4 separate regions of the Mus musculus genome follow, and regions 2, 3 and 4 are each linked to region 1. Evidence: chromatin contacts called from public HiChIP or PLAC-seq and promoter capture Hi-C data. All regions are on one chromosome and are shown on one strand. The core of a region is the stretch at or near the end of the contact, and the rest is flanking DNA. Distances in the headings are between cores, read along the strand shown.

Evidence for each region. HiChIP or PLAC-seq counts read pairs in DNA pulled down with a chosen protein or histone mark. Capture Hi-C pulls out chosen DNA fragments and counts their contacts.
Region 2: an H3K4me3 HiChIP or PLAC-seq map of bone marrow-derived macrophages shows a contact between it and region 1, with 3 times the contacts expected there. The contact joins the promoter of Pltp here to the promoter of Cd40 in region 1. A contact is called at or near these places in 1 of 484 Hi-C or Micro-C datasets (B cells), 1 of 115 datasets of contacts at active chromatin or transcription factors (bone marrow-derived macrophages) and 2 of 9 other capture datasets (adipose tissue and pancreatic islet).
Region 3: a contact with region 1 is called in a promoter capture Hi-C map of adipose tissue. The contact joins the promoter of Slc35c2 here to the promoter of Cd40 in region 1. A contact is called at or near these places in 5 of 39 promoter capture datasets (cranial neural crest, embryonic stem cells, macrophages and 2 more), 9 of 484 Hi-C or Micro-C datasets (the AML12 cell line, B cells, the G1E-ER4 cell line and 5 more), 13 of 115 datasets of contacts at active chromatin or transcription factors (the 230-238 cell line, bone marrow-derived macrophages, craniofacial prominence and 8 more) and 4 of 9 other capture datasets (adipose tissue, liver, macrophages and 1 more).
Region 4: a contact with region 1 is called in an H3K4me3 HiChIP or PLAC-seq map of neural tube, with 2.8 times the contacts expected there. The contact joins the promoter of Cdh22 here to the promoter of Cd40 in region 1. A contact is called at or near these places in 3 of 39 promoter capture datasets (embryonic stem cells and neural stem cells), 3 of 484 Hi-C or Micro-C datasets (adipose-derived mesenchymal stem cells, dorsal root ganglion neurons and extraembryonic ectoderm), 10 of 115 datasets of contacts at active chromatin or transcription factors (craniofacial prominence, embryonic basal ganglia, embryonic forebrain and 6 more) and 3 of 9 other capture datasets (adipose tissue, liver and pancreatic islet).

The regions. Positions count from the first base shown.
Region 1 is chr2:165,054,292-165,056,991 of GRCm38.p6, reverse strand. It overlaps Cd40 (CD40 antigen), which reads right to left and starts at 1,356. Exons shown (of 9, transcript NM_011611.2): 1 at 1,234-1,356. The coding sequence starts at 1,284.
Region 2 is chr2:164,856,422-164,859,121 of GRCm38.p6, reverse strand. It overlaps Pltp (phospholipid transfer protein), which reads left to right and starts at 1,414. Exons shown (of 16, transcript NM_011125.2): 1 at 1,414-1,538; 2 at 2,125-2,235; 3 at 2,319-2,418. The coding sequence starts at 2,136.
Region 3 is chr2:165,286,287-165,289,151 of GRCm38.p6, reverse strand. Slc35c2 (solute carrier family 35, member C2) reads left to right here and starts at 1,314. Exons shown (of 10, transcript NM_144893.2): 1 at 1,314-1,368. Elmo2 (engulfment and cell motility 2) reads left to right here. Exons shown (of 21, transcript NM_080287.2): 21 at 1-1,121.
Region 4 is chr2:165,233,271-165,236,037 of GRCm38.p6, reverse strand. It overlaps Cdh22 (cadherin 22), which reads left to right and starts at 1,301. Exons shown (of 12, transcript NM_174988.3): 1 at 1,301-1,483.

The DNA.
Region 1 (2,700 bases), core at 107-2,606:
CCCTGTGTGGATGACTAAGAAGGGACCGTGTCCAAGGATGACTCATGAGATGAACTTCAGGCTACCGCATGCAAGCACACGTGTGTTCCCACACAGATGTACGCATATACACAAACCATGCGTGAACAGAAGAAAAAGAAGAATGTGAAAGGTCATTCTCAACTAGACCAACCTGGGATAGGTGACATTGGCTGATGGACAGGTGACATTGGCTGATGGACAGGGATGTGCTTAGGGCACTGACTGTCCCAGCTGCAGAAAGCCAGTCCTGAACCACGACACCTTCCTGGGTGGACAATTCAGAACCCATGAAGTTACCGAAGTCCCTGTCACCAACCGGAAAGAATCTACCCTGCCTGAAAGCTAGGGGAGCCTCGCCAGAGGAGAGGGGCTGAGACTCAGGTAGTCAGGGGATTCCCAGGTTCCAGAATGAGGAACTGCAGAAATACATTTAAACCAAAAGCGAATCAAGTGCCGGCTTCTAGAAATCCCCAAGATGCGCTTGATTGGGTCTGAGCCCTGCTGGTGCCTGGAGAAACCTAGTCTGGTCTCTTATCCTTTCTTGGGTTCTAAAGCTATCCCTCCTCCTCTTCCTCCCCCTCCTCCTCTTCTTCCTCCTCATCCTCTGGGTGTCTCCTGTACCACCTTAAGCTCATGAGGCAGAGGCACAAACTTGGGGATTTCTCTAGATTGGCTCAGCTATGATACGGGTATGGTGGTTAGTAAATTACCTCTTCCCTAAAAAGTACCTGGGGTCTTGTTCGCACAAGATTCCCTAGACAAAGTGGCCCCAACTGGCAAGGAGAAGATAACCACAGGTGGCAGACATCTGTCCACAATGGGAAAGTGACAGGAAACAGGCCAGACCCGCCCTTCCCCCTAGCCAGGCTTTCCTGTCTGCTAACCCTTTCCAGTCTCTGCAGTCAGCTCCGGAGCCAAGGCTTGGGTCAGACAAAGCTGTCCAGGCACCGCTGTGGAGGAATGCCCTCCCTAAGGTTCCCCTGTGGGCTTCGTGGAACAGAACCCCGACCTTCTGGAAGGAAAGAGGAGCAGCCCACCTCATTTGTGTGTGTGTGTGTGTGTGTCAAGACGCGAGAGATCTTGCCCATCCTACTAACCGCCGCTTCCAGTAGGAAGATCTCTCATCTCCAAAGTCTTGTCTCCTCTTTCCTCTTTCCATCTCTCACTCTCTAAGCCCTAACTCCCTTGGAGGTTAGAACACAAGCCACTCACCGCTGTCAACAAGCAGCCCCATAGCGCGCACAGCCGAGGCAAAGACACCATCGCAGGGCGAGATCAGAAGAGCCAAATCACAGGGCTCCTGCTGAAGCCACAAGTCACTCCAAAGTCCCTGCTAGGAGTCCCGCCCAGGAAGAGGGCGGGGTCTTCGGGCACCAATCGCGGTGGGCCTATGGCTAGTCACTGAGCAGGGATTTCCCCAGGACCTTCCCAGGAGTCTGATTGTCCCCAAGAGTTTAAGGGATGGGCACCAAGGTGGCTGGAGGAGCCAGGGTCCCAAAAGGAGCCCTTTTCTTACATTACCCGACCCACCCCCCAGTCCCCCTCCTCGCATCCAGGACCTCAAAAGCCACCTATAGCAGGGCTAAGGACTCTCCTGATTGCAAGATAGCAGAGGGGTGAAGGATTACTATAGGGACTGGGGAGCGCCACAGGGACACTATTGTTACCCCACCCCACCCACAATACCCCTGGGAATCTCTGCAGAACCGAAAGCGTCTCCAGAGAGGTCTAAGGAAGTCCCCAGTGTCACCGCAAAGTCAGAAAACGGGAAAGACCACAGCTGAAGGGCCAGGAGGCGATTCAAGGAAATGAGTTCCCTACCCAGTTTCTCTTTCTTGAGAAGGAAATTCCTACGAGTAGGGGACAGCATCTCATCCTCTTAGCCATGCGTGCCACCCACGTGTCTCCACCGACTTCTATCCCACCCCAGCTCCATCCAGAGGCTGTAGACAGGCATTTAGTGTACGGACCAGCCTTTCATAGGGTCAAAGGCCCTTTGAGAAATGATAGGAAACTAGAGACCCTCCCTATTCCTCCATTAACTTTCGGAGGGGTGGGGGTGGAGGCTGAGGGGTGTTCCAGATAAAGGATCTGAACTCTCATGTTTGTATGGCGGGCATCTTACCCTGGGTGTCATCTCTCCCAGTACCACCCACTATTCATCATTCATATTTCTCCCCCTCCACCTCCCTCTCCTCCCCTCTTCCTTCTCCTCCCCTCTTCCTCCTCCTCATACCCCCTCCCCTCTTAGAGTATATGGGTGTCGGGGAGTTGGTTGTCTCCCTCCATCCTGTGGGATCTTATATCAAACCTAGGTTGTTCGGTTGTCTTTACCCCACGCCTCCCGCACCACCACCACCATTTTTGAACCAGAGTTCACATCTGCTCTGCAGCTAGGATGGCTTGGGTTCTGGTCTGATGCATCGAGTTCACTTGAGTGGCACTCTCCTTCTCAGTTCCCTCCCAAGAACTTGAACTAGCTAGTGCTTGGGATACTGATCCTGCAAACTGAACATCCAAGCCACGCTGAGGGAGCAGGCTGCAAGAAAAAGGAAGCCGGGGAAGGCAGGCATGCTACATTAACCCCAGGCTTGGAGGCTGACTTCCATGCTGCTCAATTGCTATGAAGACACCATGACCAAAGTAACTCTTACAGAGGAAGCGTTTAACTGGGGGCCT
Region 2 (2,700 bases), core at 165-2,664, 200 kb after region 1:
TATTATACATAATACATATAATATTTTATATGTATATGTATCACTAGGGATATGGCAGAGAATCTACACAGCACTTAAACCATCTATGTTTACAATAACCTTACACTAAACCTGGGGGATGTAGCTCACTTGGTAGAGTGCCTAACATGCACAGGTCCTGTATGCAGTATCCCCAGCACCAGACAGACCAGGAGTGATGCTGTACATCTGTAATCCCAGCATTCTGGCGATGGAGGCAGGAGAAGCCAAAGTTCAAGACCACCCTTAGTTGCATAGAGAATTCAGAGCCAGCCTGGGCTACATGAGAACCTTTCTCAACCCTCCCTCCCCTCCAAAACAAAAACAAAACCCCACTCCCTCCCCAAACCTTTAATATATACTATTTTAGATACGATTTAGAAGGAGAAAATCGCCTGAGCTATTTATACAATAAGTGTCCTGAGGCTGACATCCTAGGATGTAAGCGCTGGTCCCTCAGAGAGAAGGCTTCTTGAGCTACCAATCCTACCTCACACTGTTTTGGAACAATCCTTGAATTCTGCATTTACAGTCACAGAATTGTCTCAACCTCAACCTCCAGTTTCCTGCCAGAGAGCCAGCCTCACAGACTATAAGAAGGTAAAACCAGATCTAGAGTGATTAGCCATTCTGGTTCGCTTGGGACTGAGTGGATTCCCGTGGGTAGTTCTGAATCCAGGAAGGTCCTGGACAAAACAAGACTATTGGGTCAGCTGAGCTGGCTGAGTGCTGAGTGTTAAGTATATGCTCAGCAAACATCTTTATCAGTTCCCCCTTTCCATTTCGCCCGCATGGCTACAAAAAGAAAGCAAGCATCTACTGTCTGTTTTCCACTGTGATGCTCGGAACTGTGCGGGGCGGTGCACGGGGTGAGGGGGACTGTGCAAAGCAGCCACCTCCAAGTCCTCACTAAAGAATTCAGAGTTCCTCAGGAAGGCCAAACCTCCCTCTGGGATGATCGCTTTTCCAATAGGGGAAGGTCCCTGGGGCCCTAAAAGCCAATCAAGTAGGTTGGGGTCTCATAACAAAGCCAGCGGGAGACGGTTGTGAGAGAAAAGAAAGGGGAATGACCGTAGGGCATTGGCTTTCGCTGGCCTAGCGTGGAAGCCGAGTGGGAGTTCCCATAAGGAGGCACTCGGTGCTGGGTGAGGAAACTGAGGCTCCGCAGCCAAGTGAAGGAGTTTGTTTAGGAGCGTGCAGGAATTGCTGTGTGATTGGAATTCCACAGCAGTGGTTTGGCAAGCCGCTTTCTTCACTTTTCTCGCTCTTTTAGGAGCGAGTCCCCCACTTGTCCAGACAGCAGCTAGGCTTGTCACAGGCTCCGTACTGCCCTATCCACCCTCCCAACTGCCAGCGTCCCGCCCCGTCCCCTCCCAGCCCCCAAGGAGGAGGGAAGAACCGCGGCGAGGAGGGGGGTCGGAGGCCCAGACTTATAAAGGCTGCTGGACCCGCGCTACCCGCCAGACCCCGCCGCCCGGATCCCCCGCGCTGCCTGTCGCCCCACGTGACCACACTACTAAGTGAGTTGGGGCGCGTCCCCATCGCATCCCCAGACCCTCGTGAGTTGTGTGGCTCACTAAATCCAGGTGGGGAGGAGAGCGGATGAAGGAGGGCTCCGGGATGGGGCACCAGACAGAATGCGTTATAGCGGAGTCTTAGGAGCTAGGGGAGCGGAGGGACTCAGGGGATAGCGCTCAGTCGGGCCATCCCCGCGCGCGGCCTGGGAGACCTCAAGCTACTCAGCAGGAATGCGCTTGTGGTCGTCGCCATACCAACGCACAAGTCAGCACACGCCCTCCTCTGAAGGAAAAGAGAAAGTGTTGGTGGGGGATGGGGGGCTGTTCATCCTCCTGAGATCCAAACTTGTCACGAGGCAGTTGCACGGGGGAACCGAGCCCCAAATCCTTTGGAAGCAGGGCGCAAGTCTTATCGTGCTTCGGAACCTCGGTTTTGCATCAGGCAAAGACAAGATGATTGGTTCCGAGTGCCCCAAACACTTTACGGGCAGTAACGGTCCGGGCCAGCACTCCGTTCTAGTTGCATGACCAAAGAGTGGTTTTGAGCCTCTCAGATGACACCTGCGACTCGACCCCACCCTGCCCCCAGGCTTGGTCGCCATGGTCCTGCTCTGGGCCCTCTTCCTAGCGCTCCTGGCAGGTGCCCACGCCGAGCTCCCGGGCTGCAAGATCCGCGTCACCTCCGCGGCTCTGGATCTGGGTAAGGCGCGCGGCGGGAGCCGTGGACCGGGTGGGGTGCTCTGGCCCCGGGCGCGGGACCTGAGTGTCTCCATGCTATCTCAGTGAAGCAGGAAGGCCTGCGCTTTCTGGAACAAGAGCTGGAGACCATCACCATCCCAGACGTGTACGGCGCAAAGGGCCACTTTTACTACAATATCTCGGAGTAAGTAAGGCTCGGGGGGCCGGGGTCTCAAAGGTGGTGGGATGACCTGGGACACCGCCCCAGACTGGGCGGGTCTGGGCGTGGCCAATTAAATGAGGTGGGATCCATAATAACGAGTAAGGCTACTAGGTAAAAAGACTGGAGGTAGGCGGGTCCAAGAAAGGGGAATACGAACCAGCAGAATTGTAGCTTGGACCAAAGAACACCGCGATGATACACTGGAAGAATTTACCTGTGGGTGAGAGTGGAGTCTATCCAGAGGGTGGCGCCAAAAAGAGGGAA
Region 3 (2,865 bases), core at 65-2,564, 230 kb before region 1:
TGCTTCCTATCCACACCTCTTCCTCTGCACTTATTCCCTGTCCCAAGGGTGAGGAGCGGCCTGACAGCCTTCATTTCAGTGTGCCTGGGAGCATGTGGAGAGCTCCCAGCCACTCTGAGAGCATCTCCCTCTCCCCTCATCTCTCCTGCTCTTGTCATGCGCAAACTACTCACACCTGCTGGCTAAGGATGCTCACAGCTTGTGCTACAGGACAGAGCGTTTTCTGCTCAGTCGTGCTGGGTACAACGTGGAAAGGCATACTGTACACCCCCAAGAACCCATCCTCCCTTTTTCCCCTGCCAGGGACACAGCCAGGGAACAGCTCGAGTACTTGTGCCTTTCAAAGAAGACATGTTCCGCACCCCGCATGTTGCCTGCAGTTAGTGCCCAGCTTGCCAGCTGGTGCTTTAAGCTGGTGCTCCCATCAGCAGCCTTGGTAGCTGGGAGGTTTGAATGAAGGCAGTGATGAAAATAGATACTTCCCCTTGCCTCAGTCAGAAGGGGGTGAGGACAGGCGCTTTCAGAAGGCATAGAAAGTGCATGCAACGCAGGCTTTGAGGGCTGAACGAAGCCAAGACCTTGGGCTGCGATGGGCACCATTGTAGGTCTCAGGAAGCATTGAATCAACGAATGCTTTCGTGATGCCAGCTGGCAACAGCCTACAGCAGCAGTGTGCACAAAGCACAGCTTACACGCTGGCCTTGAGCCTTCTGCTAGGAGCCAGGAGCCCAGCCAAGTCATGTGCAAGGATTCCTGTTTGCAGCCAGTCCTAGTAGAGCCCGGATGAGCAGACGCCGAGAACTGGGCCAGCTCGGGTCTGCAGCCCTAGCTTGCATGGCTTAGAGGTTATCTTGCCCACATACTCTGTACCTGAAATGAGTCAAATCCAGGTGTGCTAAATTGGTGTTCTGCGGCCACTGTAACCTGCTTCCCTGGGCTCCCGGTAAGACTAGATCCTTCTTACCCCCTTCCTTTTGGGTTCCATTTCCTCTGCGATGAACTTCACGTACTCAGCCTATTGAATAATTCTCACAAATTTATAGGCATACGCAATGTCACAAAGTGTCCATTATCACTTTGCCAGGACGTTTTACTAATAAAATTTAATGGTTGTCATGTCATTTCCCTGCTGCTTGAAGTCCCTGAAGAAATAAGCCCTGTACAGAGTTATTAGTAGCTGTGATTCGTTCCTGGTGCCCGTTTAAGGGAAAGGTACAGAGGGACCGTGTTGGGAAGCTTGCTGTAGCCGCCTTAGAGATGCTCTGGCTCCGCCCACCCCACCGACTTCCGGCGGAAGTCTCGCCTCCTGAGGCACAGTGCCCACCTCGAGCTTCCGGCAGGAGGCTCCCGGCGAGAGCCTGGGCGGAGGTAAGTGGGCGTGTGGGCGGTCCCCTGCCTTCTCGCCCGGCCTCAGTTTCCCCAGCTTTCCAGTGGCTCTGGGCCCGTTCGCCTGGCATTCGCCGAGCACGTACGAGGGGCCGGGTCTTGGGGATGGGGGGAACCAGGTGGATACTGCCGAGCAGGCGCGGCAGGGACACGTGAGCAAACACAGTCGTCACGCGGTGTTAAGTGCCACGCGCAATGGGGGTCCTGGGGAAGGGGACCAGAGCAGAGAGCATCAGGTTGCCTTGCCGAGGAGGACGCCGGCTGATGTTCCGGGCACACGGCTGTACGTGGCGTTGCAGCTGGCAGGCAGGATCCAGGGAGAACTTGCGGACCCAGCCCCGGGGTCTCCGGTCTGTTGGGACCGGCAGTCTTAGTTTCTTTCCCTGATGCAACTTAAGGAAGGAAGGAAGAAAGAAAGAAAGAAAGAGCTTATTTCCCCCATAGTTCTTGGTGCTGTCCGTCGTGAGGAAGTCAGGGCAGTAAGTGCTTGAAGCAGCTGGCCACGTCGTTTCCACAGTTCTGAAGTATAGAATCTTGAGAGCCATCAGTGCCTGCTAGTGCACTCTCCCTTCTTTATGGAGGCCAGGAGTTCCTGCCCACAGCTACCTGGGTCTCCTCACATCGGTTAACCTGATCAAGAGAATCAATCCCTTCCTGGTATGCTCCGAGGCCCGTCTCCCAGGTGACCCTAGCTTCTGTCAGGTTGACCACACTAACCATTCCACCAGTCTCTGGCTCCTTGTGGACTGCAGGCAAGTGCAGGCAGTAGGTGAACGGAAACTGTGGTGTAGTGTGTGGTGGTGGGAGAGGAAGTGAAGAGAAGTGGGTGGGTCAAGGAATAACTAGAGGTGGACTTGACAAGGCAGGAGATGAGGGATGCCGAGGGAGGCAGCAATGGCTTCACTGGTGCTGACTGCCTTCTGCCAAAGAAAACAGTTGTTCGGTTGGCCGTTTCTAAGTGACTTGAGAGTCAGATGAAGACCCGAGGAATATTAAGGTAGCTCCTTGCAGCACCTTGAGGTTGAGCTGTCGGCTGGAGTTACGGGGTTGGTCGTGGTGGGCTGGGAATGAAGGCGGCAAAGAGAGGCTGGGCTGCAGCCCTCAGGCATCTGTGCTTACTGAATGAGTCAGAAAGAAGGAAGACTCCAGAGACTGTGGCAAGTTGCACCCGCTAGGTCTCTGAGGAGGAAGCTGTCAGTTTCGTGAGCAGAGCCACAGAAACCCGGGCTCTGGCGAGGTGACAGGGAAAGAGTAACTGCCTGGGTGAACAGCCTGACAGACTGAGGTAAGGGAGTGGGGCCTGACATTTGGAAACTTTGCTGTAGGTGACAGAATGACTCCTGCCATTCGCCAGTGCCAAGTGCTGCTCCTCGTGCCAGTGATCCCTCTGCCCCCCAAACCACACGGCCAGAGAAACTGAGTCAGATAACTCAGAGTCTCAGTTGTAGGGGACGCAGACGGCTTTTCTCACAGATCTCT
Region 4 (2,767 bases), core at 52-2,551, 180 kb before region 1:
GGGGAGGAAAAAGACCAGGAGACTGCACAAAAGCAACGCTTGGGAGATCAATGAAGGGAATGAACCGAGAGAAGAAGGACTTAAGGGAGGGAACCGGCTGTCGAGGTGGAGAATAAATCTCAAAATAAATAAGAGTGATGGAGTTCAGCTGGAAGGACTAGAAATGCAACCACCCAGAGGAGACACCAGTCACTAGGGAGGAGTGGGAGAGTGGAAATTAGAGCTCCCGGTGGTGAGCAGGCCAGGGCGAGCTGGAGTATGGGTCCCTAGGGACCATCAGGAATCAGGGTCTCGGAGGGAGGGCGTTGTCACCTCTTTAACTCAGCGTCTGTTTTGCAGGCCAGGATGCTTGGTTAGGGGCAGATGGCAAAGACATACAGCTGCACGGTCACTTCAGTCACCTGGCTGGCACCCATGCAGCTAAGAAAAAGGAAACAGTCTAGGCAGAAAAGACATCGGGCATTGGGCTAGCTGAATTTGAGCAAGAACGGAAAATCTGGCTTTGCAAGCGTTTCTGGACAGTGGGGGGTGGGGGTGGATTTTATTAGCCTCATGCTAGAGGGCACGAAGTTTAGGCTGGACTGTCTTGTTTGCCTACTCTTTTATTCTGGCTGGAGGCACAGGACTTCCAGAGCTCGCTCCTAAAGAGGAATGACCAGCGTGGCTCTCTTCCCAGGACAACTGACCTTCCACCTGCCAGCAGACTCCCAGCCCCGGGGCAGGGGCTCTGTCCACCTCAATGTTCAGTGATTGTCTCTGAAGCCTCGGTCTGTGCAAAGGGCCTTTCTGGGCAGCCAGCCAGGGGTGGCCACTTGAGAAGCCCGCCTCTACCTTCGCTTGCACCCCCTTCTTTTGAAGCCGGGCTTTCATAGTGTGTGGGGGAAGGGGGGCTAGATGCAGCGAAGTCTGGCCAGGGGAGTGGTGGGGACAGGGTCTAGTCTGCCACGGGTGCCTCGGGGCAGCTGAACCGCCAGGCAAGGAGGGAGCCCGCTCCCCTCCTGGGGGCGCTCCCTTCGCGCGGATCTGGGCTGGGAGGAGGAGAAGGAGCACTCCCCCGGGGGCTTTCCCGCTGCCGGCGACGGGGGAGACGGAGCCTCCGGGCCCCGCAGGCGAGGGAGGGGTGCGGTCGGGGCGGGGGCCGGGCTCCCCGGCTGGCTGCGGGGTCCGGCCCGGCGGCCGCCTGCGGCTCGGCGCTGCTCGGCGCTCCTGCCCGGCGGGCGCTGCATTCTCCGAGTCTCCACCAGAGGCTGCGGGAGGAAGGAAGGGATCCGTCCCTTGCACACTTCCCCCCTAGTCAGACACGCACACTCCCTCGCTCTCTCGCTCCTCCACACACGCGCGCACTCGCCGCCGCGGCTCCCCCTCTCGCTCCCGCTCTCCCTCGGCTCCTCCGAGCGGACGCCAGAGCCGGACCTGGCTGTGATCCTGCCGCTTGCTGGCGTCCCAAGGCGCGGACCAGGGTGCAGTCCGGCCGCTCCCCAAGGTAAGAGCGCGCGGCACCCGCGGGAGGACAACCGATCGCCGCTGGGGAAGGCTGCGGGCCGGGAGGGTGCACGGGCCGGGGAGAGGCGGGCGCGGCGCGGCGCGGGCTCCGGGGCAACAGCTGAAGCGCGCCCATCCCGCGCCCCCTCCCCGGCGGGGAGACAGGGACTTTCCCACGTCCAAACTTTCCCCGGCGCGGAGCCCAGCCCGGCCACCTCCCGGCCCGGGAGTCGCGGTCCCTGTGTCCTGAGCTCCAGGATGCCCCCGAGGCCGGGGAGGAAGGGGGTGTCTGCGCCAGGGGTGTAGGGCCGGAGTGCGGGGAGGGGTGGGGAGATGGAGAATCCAGCCTCTGTACGGGCCGGGACCCCGGCATTCCCGCCGCCCACCCCGCGCCGCCCCGGCTCGGCTCGCAGCCCCTCCCGGAGGCCCGGCGATCGGCGCGGCGGGAGCGTGTGCGCCGCGCGGGTGCGTGTGCGGGTCGAGCCGCGGCGACACGCGCGGCTGCGGCCACCCCTGGGTGGGGTGAGCTGGACAGGCTATGAGGACCCTTGTGGCCCTGCCGACGTGACCCCCTGCTCCCTTCGGCCGTCGGATGGCCGGTGGAGATTGAGAGGTAGCTCTACCCTCTTCATCCGCACACGACTCCGGGGACTCTGTCCCCACCACGGAGAAGGACCGGGCTTCACAGGCTCACGTCCAAAGCACGCGCCACTCGGGACTGACCCTCCGGAGGCCGGGGTGCGGAACCGGGAGGCGTGGACCTTGCGACTGTGAGGGCGTACAGGCTGCGGGACCCTCGATAGACACTATCCCTAACCACGTCTCCCTTGGCTCGGGACCTGACTTCGCCACTTCCGCTGTGGCCTGGTCGGGTCCCTGCCCCAGCTTGGGTGCTGCTGGAGACGACCCTGTAGGGTGCAGCGGGCGGAGCGCAGAGAGAGGCTGGAGTCCCCCGAGGTCTCCCCAAGCCGCAGAGGCACCCCCTGCTGGCGGGCACAGCAGCGACGGCTGAAGCCTGCGGGGCCCGGCCGGTTGAAGGCTTGTCCGGCTCGCGCTGCTAGGAGCCCCCTGCTTTCTCTCCTACCCTTCCTAGTCGGCGGCGGCGTTGGTCGGAGGGTGTGCGTTCCATCTGATGAGCTCCCTGGGTCCCAGAACCAGCAGGAGTGCTCAACTTGGCCAGAGTCTTGATTGTTAGTATTGGCTACTGCCTCTGCTTCTTCTCCTTCTGTCCTGGAAGCCTATCCATTATGTCCTCTGTCCCTCAGAGTATCTCCCACGCTAGCCC